Regions from separate parts of the Mus musculus genome. Here region 2 is linked to region 1. Evidence: chromatin contacts called from public promoter capture Hi-C data. All regions are on one chromosome and are shown on one strand. Each heading gives the region's core, a stretch centred on a gene start, on an enhancer-like site or on the middle of the called end of the contact. The rest is flanking DNA. Distances are from core to core; before and after follow the strand shown.

Evidence for each region. Promoter capture Hi-C pulls out the DNA fragments that hold promoters and counts their contacts.
Region 2: a promoter capture Hi-C map of hippocampal neurons shows a contact between it and region 1, with 5 times the contacts expected there. The contact joins two enhancer-like sites. A contact is called at or near these places in 1 of 39 promoter capture datasets (hippocampal neurons), 5 of 484 Hi-C or Micro-C datasets (3T3-L1-derived adipocytes, cerebellar granule neurons, cerebellum and 2 more) and 1 of 115 datasets of contacts at active chromatin or transcription factors (T-cell acute lymphoblastic leukemia).

The regions. Positions count from the first base shown.
Region 1 is chr4:81,249,467-81,255,366 of GRCm38.p6, forward strand. No RefSeq gene overlaps it. Among named protein-coding and RNA genes, the nearest start is that of Gm25803, 86 kb to the right of the region's middle. Within about 2 kb of position 3,030, at least 17 of the 459 cell types and tissues checked have an H3K27ac peak or open chromatin away from gene starts, as enhancers often do. A contact at or near this core is called in hippocampal neurons, where this site is marked.
Region 2 is chr4:82,612,828-82,618,318 of GRCm38.p6, forward strand. No RefSeq gene overlaps it. Among named protein-coding and RNA genes, the nearest start is that of n-THgtg10, 4.1 kb to the right of the region's middle. Within about 2 kb of position 1,539, at least 47 of the 459 cell types and tissues checked have an H3K27ac peak or open chromatin away from gene starts, as enhancers often do. A contact at or near this core is called in hippocampal neurons, where this site is marked.

The sequences.
Region 1 (5,900 bases), core at 1,780-4,279:
GTAGCTGCAGTAGGCCTGACACAGGATCCTGTGGCAGGCCTCTTGTGCAAAGGCTCTGTGGGGCAGCTGTCTTGTTGAAACTGAGATCAGGGTAGAGTCTAGAGGCTGAAGACGCCAGTAGGAGCTTTTGCCATTATCATGACCAATGTGACTTCTGCTTCAAATTCATTTTGGTTTACTGCTCCCCGCACTCTACCAGCCCTGAAACTTCAACTATAGTCTTACCCAAAATCGAAGTTTTTATCAATTTCTAAAGACAGGGCCTTGTCACCCTGTTCCTATTTATAGTGCGGCTCTTGACCAGCAATTTTAGTAGACGGAGATGGATGGGTGGGGGTGGTTATTCCTAGTGTTTTGGGTATCCGTATTCAAAGTGTATATGTGGGATCAGTATGTGATATGAGCTGAGTAAGTGATGGTTGAATTAAGAAACCAGAGCTTTTTGAAAAAAAAAAAAGAAAGAAAAGAGAAAAGAAAAAGTTAATATGTTGGAGTTCTCCCCACCTCAGATAAAGACTAAAGAGAGACAGCACCACATAAAAAGGATTTCATTGACTATTATTTTCCAGGTCAGGGTGGTCCTTGTGTCCAATAGAGGGAACCTTGACAGTTCATGCTGGAACGATACCTGAACTGGATTAATAATGGATTAACCAAGGTCACTACATTTCAAGCTTAACATTGTCAAACGATCTCTTTTTACTTAAGATAGTATCCAAAGGGAAGAATCGGCTACTTCAGAAGAGTGCTGCTCCCCATAGAAAGAAAGGCTTTTACAGTGAAGTTGTAACGTGAAATCACACCATTCTCTGATAGCCGGGGAATAGATAGCCAATTGAACAGAAGTTGGGACAGGGTTCGAATTGAGAAAAGCCACGATGCAAATACAGGTCTACAACGACTGTTCCAAGGCTCATGAAGATTTTTTTTCTTTTGCTCCAAGGAAATAAAGATACCATCTTTGCGGTTAACACCACGAAAGTGTTAGCCAAAGCATATTCCAAGACGGTAGGAACCCATGGCTGGTGGAGGTCTTCCAAGGCCTTTCCTTTAGGTACGGGAGGGGGGGTGTTGTTTGTTTTGCTTTTGCTTTGTTTGTTTTCTGTTTTACTACTGTATTCTTGCAGTTTCCTAAGGATCAGTGTAGACTGAACTTCAGAGTGAGTAATAGTCGATTTACACATTAAGAGAAAAAGCTAAGCTGAGCCAGGAGCCCTAAGCTTAAAAGGGGACTTCAGCAAAGCCTTCCAGGAAGTTGCCCGGGGCTACGTATACACCCTGCATGCTTTTAATCCCTTACTGAAAGACAGAGCACTAAGATCATGGGGCTACCAAAGAAAAATTGGGAGAAAACAAAGAAGGATTTTGTAAAAATGCATTACTTTTGCTAGAAATTGAAGGCACTGTTTGACACAGTACAGTATTAGCTGTCATCTCTGCTTAAAACCCACTTAATGTAAAGTGTCAGGAAGCACTTCTGTGAAGAGGGGAGACTTTAACAAAAACTAAGAAGGTACCAGGAGTGTTAATAATACTGGATGTTTATTAATTTAGTGAACCTTGGCTCTTATCACACAGGGATAACATGCCTTAGTTTTCAGAATTTACCATGTTCAATGGATACAAATTGCCATTAAACAGAATGAAGACTATTTTGGTGATCCTAAGGGCCTAAGACTAGAGTATAGTTTTATGTGCATGTTCTCTATAAGGAAAAAAAATGTTTTTCAAATCATACTCTTCTACAGCAAGAAAACTTAGTAGGCTCATATGTCTGTAGAAGCGTAACTCTAAGTGTCCCAAGCCAAAGATGCCAGATAAGCTTATTTCTGTTTGTTCCAGAGATGAAACTTACCAAGAGGAGGCTGAAGGTCAGCGAAGGAGGAGAACAACGGCTTCTTTAAATCCTCTCCACTAAAGCCCTGAAGCGACACTCAAGCCGACTTCACCTTAAGTCAGGAAAAAATCCACCAAATCTCTCATCCTATCAGAATGAAAGCTCTATTGAGAGGGTGGGAAAAGAAAACCATAAAATGTGCTTTCAAAGTAATTTAAAAATTCTGTGAAGTAGTAGTAATATTAATAAAACGTCTGGCTTCTGAGCATTGGCACTTAGTGTGGATATTCTTTTAGTTTTCTTATATGGAATATTTTGTTTGGAATACAATTAGCTACATTTTAAAATTGTCTTTAAAACTGTCCCATTTTAAATTAGATTTTCATAAAGAAGGTATTTGTAAAAAATTAGCTAATTTGGTCTTTTCTGAAAGAAAGAAAGAAAGAAAGAAAGAAGGGAGGGAGGGAGGGAGGGAGGGAGGGAGGGAGGAAGGAAGGAAGGAAGGAAGGAAGGAAGGAAGGAAGGAAGGAAGGAAGGAAGGAAGGAAGGAAGGAAGGAAGGAAGGAAGGAAGGACAAACCTTGTAAGCCTGTGGCTCTATCCTTTTTTTTCTCCAGAGCAAAAAACAAAGTTCCACAAAAGCAGAAACAATGTAATCTGTAAAATACATACTTGCTTTCTGCTTCTGTACAAGTCCCTGGGGAACTGTAAAGGCCTGGTACTTTAGAAATAAGATTGGAGACCCTTTCTGCAGAGACCATTTAACCAGTCATGAGGTGGGGACCAGGCAAGGGCAAGTGGTGAGGGGCTCAGTGTCCAGAGGACTGTTGCAAAACAAAAGTAGCAGGGCTCTCCTGCCCTCTAGTGGTTCGACCTCAGAAGTGCAACTTCCTCAGTGGATTTGTTTTAGTTTCTCTCCCGGGTTTACTTTAGAGAATTTCAAGTACATTTAATTAAAGACAACTTTATGCCGGTATCCTCGGGGACCGTAGAGATATGGCTTGTCCTTCAGGAATTTTGATTATTCAAATTCAATAATTTATGTTATTGAGTAAGAACTTGCTAAATATCATTGGCACTATGACGATAATGCTAAAATCTCACCTCCCTCCTTGGCACATTCTAAACACCCCTATTTTGCCCAATTGCCTGCATCTCTTCCTTTTGTCCACCTGGAAAGGTAGAAAAGGAAGAGAAACTCTGCCTAATGGGGTCACTGTTGCACTGTATATGTGCAAACTATCACTGGCTGAGGCTGACAGTCCCCAGGGAGCCAAATATTTTAATGTGGGTGTAATAGCTTCTTGTCTATCATTTTTATTTACTGTAGATAATTCTAACTTTTCTGTTTCTAATGTTTCCTTTGAAACATACATTATGAGCTCACCCATATAAATAAACACATTAATGGTGGCCAGCACTAGCCTCAAGTTCACCCATTTTTATTTTTATGTTTTTGCTGTCCATTCAGTCAGAGCATTGCTTTCTAGTGCCACACGCTTTAAGTGATGAGAGTGCACGCATGCTGTGTAAGCTGTCCAAACCTTAAATCAGTGCAGAACCTGATACTGCAATCACTATGACACAGATATTGAACCAAGTGTGTGTTAGCATATCAATACTAAACACAACAGTCATCAAAATACCTCTTTGGCTTAGTCTCTTTTATTTTCCCTCTAAGTGTCTCAATACTATCATGTGGCAATATTCTATGGGAACTTGCCTCACACTGCTATGGGCACAGCCACTAGAGCAACTCTGAGTCATACACACAATCGCTGGGAAAGCTGCTCACCTGCGGAGACCTGCCCTGTGAAGACAGTAGAAGTTGAGCAATCTCAGGATCCTCCTGGTGGAAATGTATACACTGATGGCTGGAAGCTGGGCGGGTCTAATGTCTGGATTGTGGAGAGTGCAGCTAAGCACATGCTAATGACAGCCCCAGCTGCTCTTCATTCATCCTGGTCACCCCAGCTTCCAATGTGCACCCTTAATGCTTGGCTGCTAATTCCCTTGACTTAGAACAGGGTGAGGTCATATTAAATTATTTAATCCTTTAGAAAAACCTACTTCCAAACACTTGAGTTAAATAAAAAATCACTTGCTAGAAAACAGTTTTCAATGGTAGCTTTTACAATATATTGTTGACAATTTAAAAAACTCAACTCATTTATAAAAGTAGGGAACTAAATTATTTCTTATTTTGTTGTTGTTGTTGTTGTTGACAGTGTTTTGTCGTGCAGCCCAGGCTCACCTCAAATTCGTGATCCTCCTTACTCAGCCTCCTTAGTGTTGGGATAGCAGGTCAGGTGCCACAGTGTTCCGCCTGACTGTTTAATCTTATTGACAGTGAAGAATGTTCAGACATGACAATCATTTAGCTTGGAATATTAGCATATTCACATTATAGTGCATGGCCAGTGTTTAGTGAAATTTGACAATAAAGATGGCAGAGAATCAGAATAAAACAACCACAAAAACAAACACACACACACACACACACACACGCACGCACACACGCACGCACGCACACACACATGCACGCACGCACGCGTACACACACACACACACACACACACACACACACACACACGTGCAAAGATGTACACCGTGAGAACAGCCAGTTAGACACAGGGACCATCAAAGGACTGGTTTGTACTCTCATTTTGACTTTTCAGCATCACCTGGACTACTTGTTGCAACTTAGCAAGTAGCCATTGCTGATCTATCTATCATTTTCCTCTCCGGTCCTCACTCTGTATCCTCATTGCCCACCACACTGGCAGTTTCCTCCATGCCGCTCACATGAAAGGCTGGAGCCAAAGAGGTGGGTTTCCAGAAACATAGTGCTATGAACTTTAATCCCTTCAGATATTTTTTATCAAAGATATTCGGAAAATTATATTTACCATTCAATGAAGAGTTATTATGATATGTTACTGTGTTTGGTATTTTGATGTTCCTCAAAAAACCCACATCTCTGTGTTAAACTAATGTTCAAACATTTTATTTTTGAAATCCATATAGGATTTTTTATTTATTTTAAAGAAGTAAAAATATATCAGCACGTGTGTTCATTATACTCTGTATTCATATATTTTACACATGACACGCTTCAGGGCATAAGATCTCATTAAGCAGAGGACATGTGAAAGGTAAAGGAATGCAGGCAAAGGGTCTGAAGGAGAGGCTAACGGTAGCCTGGTGAGGACAAGGTCTTCTTAGAGAAAAGCAGTCTATGCCAATCAGGTTTGGAAAAGTTAAAAAAAAAAAAAAAAGACCAAAAATTAAGCAAAAACCCAAAGCTAAGCAATAGGTGTCCCTAGTACTAATGAGATAAAAGCATTTACTTCTCACTCAATCAGCAGACTGAGGCAAGCTGGAACAGGAAGTGGGAAGACTGAACAAATGAGCCCCACACATGTTCTCAGGGACACATGTAGACCAGAGGAAATCTATGCCACACAGTAGGAAAGAAACTCAGCTTCTAAGGAGGCTCTGCAGGTCAGTGTACAGCATTAGAATGCCCAAAACCTTTCTTCTCTATCTGCACACTCCTTCTCTGCATGTGGCTTCCCTCAAACACGTACAAGTCACCCCAATTCTAGCTTCTCTAGGAAGCTTGATTTCATCAGTGTACACAAAGCAGTGTTTGCTCTTCAGTCAACCATAAGAAAAACAAAAACAACAACAACAACAACAACAAAAACAAAAACAAACAAAAAAAAAACCTTAATCCATTTTCTGAGTAAACTTTTGGGGCGAGACCAAGTAGACCCAGACAGATTTAGTGTAAGACCAAAGGGTCTTCACTCGGAAAGACGGGGATCAGTGGACAGGCAGAGGGTGTCAACGCAAGCTATGTTTCCAACCCATATAAAGAGAGGGCAGAGAGCCAGACAAGATTGAACATTGCTCTCCTTCTAGATCATGGCGGATGCTGAGATGCTGGCAATAAATACAAGGCATACTAAAGTATATAAAGGGCATCATGTTTGAGCGCTGGGTGAGGAGAGCTTTGGAGAGCTTTGGGTATATATGAGAGAGAGAGAGAATACATTTTC
Region 2 (5,491 bases), core at 289-2,788, 1.4 Mb after region 1:
AGCCTCTTGAGCTGCCATTGTGCCTAGCATATTGTAATGGTGATAATTATAATAATTATAAGCCATTGAGAAGGCCAACAACTATAGGTACTTGCTGAGCAAGCCTAACAATGTGGTTTGACCTCCGGAACCCACATAAAGGTGGAAAGAGAGGACTGACTCCACAAAGTGCTCTGACTTCCATAGCCACACCACGGTGCAAGTACCCAGGCAGACACACCAGTGACACACACAAGAATTTAAAAACTTAAAAACCAAGTTGTAGTACCGAGGATCGTAGTGAGCATAGTGAGTGTTTGCATTCACTCTGCCCTCTGTACGGTTGCTTTACTTGCTCAGGTTGTCTACACATCCCTTCCGTAGGGTATATTTGCCAGTCATATCATGTATGTAGACAAAGAGAGGTGAGACGAGACCAAGGTATTTGTCTATGATGGGCACCCATCAAGTAACTTGTTGTTTAAATAGAGCATCTGCCCTAGGGCTCGAATGTTTGACAACTAGACTGACCATGGCCCTTACTCTAGATAGCATGGTAACCTTCTGTCACGGTCACTCTGGGAACTGGATTCATTCTTGGAAGCAGATGCCAAAGACTAGAGGAGACTATGACTCTAGTGCACTGAGGGGACTCTAAGTACAGCAAGTAAGGCAGAAATGTGTGAACTATGTGTGTGTGTGTGTGTGTGTGTGTGTGTGTGTGAGAGAGAGAGAGAGAGAGAGAGAGAGAGAGAGAGAGAAGGCTGTGTACCTGGATGGAAAAATCTGAGAGAGCATGGGCCACAGGTAGCAGCTATAAAAGCACAGGATTCTGAAGAGGCAGAAACATCATTGTCTCAAGGAAATTTGGGGGTAAAGTTCCTAGTGAGGTACACTAAAATACCCCAAGACCTCATCTAAAACCCTTCTAGTATAGAGCTACAGTATCCTTCAGTTCAGTCTTGTCTCTGTGTAAGAGTGGGCTATGTAAAGATCCAGACTTGCCTCAGGTTTGGCAGGCAGTTAGTGAGGCTGTGGTTGTTACTGCCTCTGTCGGCCTTTGGAATTCTTGGGAAAAGCAGAAAGCACAAATGACCAGGCCCCAGCTTGAAGGCAGCTGCAGCCATGAGTTCCGGTCAAAATCCCTCCTGTTTTGGATTTGGTGATCCGTGTGTTCACAAAATGACAAAGAAGAAAAGAGGAAGCAAGGGATGCAGTGACGACGTAGAAATGGGAACAGGAGAAAGTGAGAGAGGCTCCCAGCTGTCTGATTTGTGTGGTGTGATCCCTGCCATGGCTCCGGCTCGGCAGGATTTATGTGGCTTCATTAATCACACTTTCTTTTGAAATGGAATTTTCTGCCTTGGAGCCTTTGAACATTGACATCCAAACACAATATATTCCTTTAAAATCACCTCTGGATAAAGACAACCTGTGGAGGTAATTTCCCCAGCTCCTAGGTGGGGTCTGTTTGATTCTCAGATCTTGATGTAATGTGTGAAATTGGCCCCTCCCTGCCCAGAACAGAAAGGAGTTCCTTGTCTCTGACCAACAACAAGCAGTGCCATCTAGTGGCAATTTGTTTTTATTTTGGTTAATAAGAAAGGGGCCTCCCAGGCCAGCTAGTGTTCTCAGAATTTGGGGAAAAAAACAAAACAAACAAACAGACAAACAAAAAAACCGCTCTTGTCATGCAGTTAAATGACAGAGACAAGAGTGTCGTAGAACTGCCGCCAATCAAAGTGGCCGAGTCCAGGGTAGGCCTTTTGTTGAGGGGTTGTCAGCTTTTGAGGTCTGGGAAGTCGACACAAACCACACAGAACAAAGAGTTCCCTGGGAGGGGGAGGAAGGCAAGAGAGAACACCCTTGCCAACTACACAGCACCATGTCTAACTCTAAAACTGTCCCCAGTTTGCTGATGAGCAAAACCAGAAAGAGGTCACGCTGGAAGCCAAGCCGTGGAAGTGACAGAGGTGGGGCTAACCCCAGGTCTCTTTACAGTTTCTTTCAGAGTCTGCTTTTGTTAGAATTTCCCTTCCTGAAGACCAACCTGCCCAAGTCTCCCACTGACTGTCAGCCACTGAGTTACCAGTACCAGTTAGCAGAGGTAGGGTAGGGGTTCTGTTAGGATTTTTTAGACTGTGGTTCTTGTGGCTGAGGTGCTAAGGGAGAAATGGCCCACGCTTTATGTCTCCCTGCCCTTATCCTTGAGACTGAAGCCCAACAGTTGGGTATTTGCTAGCTCTTTGCAAAGCCAACTGCCTCTCTTGCTGCAGCTCAGCACCGGGCCTCAGGGCATCCTCAGGGCACCTGTGCAACAAGCTTTTTGCCTCAGCACTGCTTCTTAAAAGTGAGCTCTAGCTTGTCAGATCCTGTTTTAGCAAATCATTTCCTATGAATTGGTGAGCTTTAATCGTGGAAAAATAAGTTTAAAATATAGTCTTCATAACTGGAGAATGATTGTAAAACAAGAATATATATATATATATATATATATATATATATATAGTTTACTTGGGGTTGTTCAATGTGTGACTTGGTTAGAAAAGTAAATGTAGATTTTTGTTTCTGAAAACTGACTGAAAAAGAAACAAAAATTGTCTATGACTATAAAGTCTCTTCAATAAGACACGTTGACCATGGGACCCAATGGGCTAGCTCTGCTCCGTTGTACTGCAGAAAGCGAGAGAGAAAGAACATTTGGTTACAGCTGGTAGTAATGAAGTGTGTGTAGCTCTGGATCTTTAATCAGTCACTCAACTACAGTTATGTAGGTAGCTGTATTATGTTGTTTGAACAACCTCTAATAGACCACACAGGCAGACCAAATATGAGGGACATGACGTTTTAGGTTACAGAGCAGATTAATATATATTTGGCCACAACTACTGGCCAAAGGCACAGAAAATAAGACACTGCAGAATATTCAGCCCTCAAGTTAATATATATACCATAGTCCCCTTTCCTAAGGCTCAGGGGTCATTGAGGAAGAGAGGCCGGAAAGAGTGTAAGAGCCAGAGGCACGGACGCTACAGGGAAACATTGGGGCAGCTGCACATTGGACTCACCAAGGTTGTGACGTCACACACAAGACCTCTGCCAGTCCACGTGGGCCTGAAATCCCACCCCTAGCCAAGAAGCTATTGGCACTCAGGTTTCTCCAAGAATATAACCCCTGGTAAGACAACCACACTGCTCCAGCAGAAGATCACACATCCAAGAATAACTTGATGTTAAAAAAATAAAAGCCAAAAGGCACATAGTTGGGTGAATGGAGAAACAGGGCAGATCTCAGAAGAATTGAGGGTAGTAAAGTATGATTGAAGAACTAATAAAACATTTTTTTTAAGTCAGATTCACTGAAATCAAACAAAATAATCTCTTGCCACTGTAGTTGAGCCTCTTGAATATAGTAAAGAATACCATTCATTCATTAATTAAAACTACAGTAAAAGAATGTGATTAATTAATTAAAACTATAGCCTTCGATGCTGCTGTTGCATGGTCCTGGATTCAAGTCTCAAGCATTTCATCAATGTTAAAAATTCATTTTCCCTGAAATGACCTGTAGGTGACCTTTTAGAGAGGTGATTTTTGAAGCATATATCACAATTACCTGTTTGTTCACTAGCAAATAATGACTTTGTTTATAAAATATGGACTGTCCCTGAATGATGAAATATAGACTATATAAACATGAAGATAATAATTGGGTCTGTTTTGGTATTTATAAAATGCTTCCATAAAAATTAAAATAGGGAATGTCTCCATGTTAATGTAATTAAAAACAAGAATTCATTTCCTCTTTTAACTTGGGCCTTAATTTATTCTGAAAACGAATTTGACATAAAATTGTTTTTAAGAGTGAAAACTTGACACGTTTTTACAACAGCAAGAAGGAACTCTAGCGTCAACAAGCCGTTGATGAAAGTAACCATTGATTTTCATGGTGTTCAGTCATGGAAACCACATGAAGAGGCGAAAGCTGGGACTGCAAACGTGGGTACGGATGCCGTCTCTCTGGGGATGCTGATTTGGGCTGCCCTTGGTTTTGGAGTCTACAGTGTCATATTTTTTAAATTTCTGAAATCTGTGGTGTGGAGTCTTTTTCCTAACATAAGCTCAGTCTGGTTGTTCTACTCAACGAGGGCCAGGTGGTACCTGAGGGCATTCAGTGATCTTGGAAGGATATGGGTATATGTTACCGCTGTAGCCCTACTAAGTTCTAGTGGTGTCTTTCTGTATATGTTTATGTAGCAGGTGATTTTTTTTTTTAACTTCTCACAGCCACCTTGCACTCTTCCCCCCTTCCCCCATGTGAGAGTGTAGACAACTTGGCTCACTTAAGTAGGTTTCACCGGCAGGGAGCCAATCATGACTCGAAGTCCCCCTTCCGGTAAAGACAACGAAGGGGTAATTTGAAATGCTGTCCGGTTAGGCAACCGTTCCAACTGCGAGTGTTTAGGCTCAAAGTCAGGCCCAAGATCACCATATTTTTACCATTTCGCCATTATTTTCATTTACCGCGAGGCAACTGTGGTGGTTTGGATGAGACACCCCCAAGTTCTTCGGCTTTTAGCGAAGCAGTACCCAGTTGGTGAACCTGTTTGGTTAGATTTAGGAGGGAAACCACACTGGGGTGAGCCCTGTGGTTTTAAAGCTCAGGTGCCATTCTGAGCTGGCTCTCTCTCTGGTTCCTGTTTTTGGTTCAAATTGTGAGCTCTCAGCTGTTTCTGCCTCTGTTACTACCTTACTTTCCCTGCCACGGTGGCGGTGGATTCGTGTCCCTCTGGAACCATAGGCCCCCCAAATAGGCTATTTGTTCAATAAGTTCCTTGTTCGTGCTTTCTTATCACAGACACAGGACAGTGATCAACACGGTAGTAAGTGCGCTGGTTGGGTGGGAGGCAAACTCACGGGCCTGTGGAAACAGACACGGATGCTCTGCAGAGCAGGGAAAGATGGTAGCGACTCCAAGGCTGTCAGGTCTCTCCCTCTGGCCTCCTGATGTGATAACGGCTCTCCTTTGTCTATCTCACTGTCCCCATGACATAGCTGATGGACTCTGATGGACGATAAGCCTATTTCATCCTGTCCAGGATTTTTGAAAAGAAACAGAAGAGATCTCCCTCCCAACTACAGTCAATGCTTACTATATAAAGAGCAGGACCTGACACAGTTTCAGCTACATAGAAGTAAGTTGCAGAGAATCACAGTAACATTCTGGAAGAAATATGAGATGGGGCGAGCATGCTCTGGTTCTCCTCAATAGCCTGACCTGAGATAGTTTCTGAAGCCAATGCTTTGGTTCATGCCTCTCGTGCTTCCAGATTGGGTTTCTGTTGCTTGCGACCCTTGAATTTTGATGAACGCAGGGTGCGGTCCTCAGATGAGATGTTCCTTGCACTTTCAGTCACTTACGAAAATACCAAGATCTGGGATCCTCCTGTTTTAACTAAAGAACTGCAGTATGCTTGAAGTAGCATTAGTCCTGGCAGTAAGATAAGAAGGT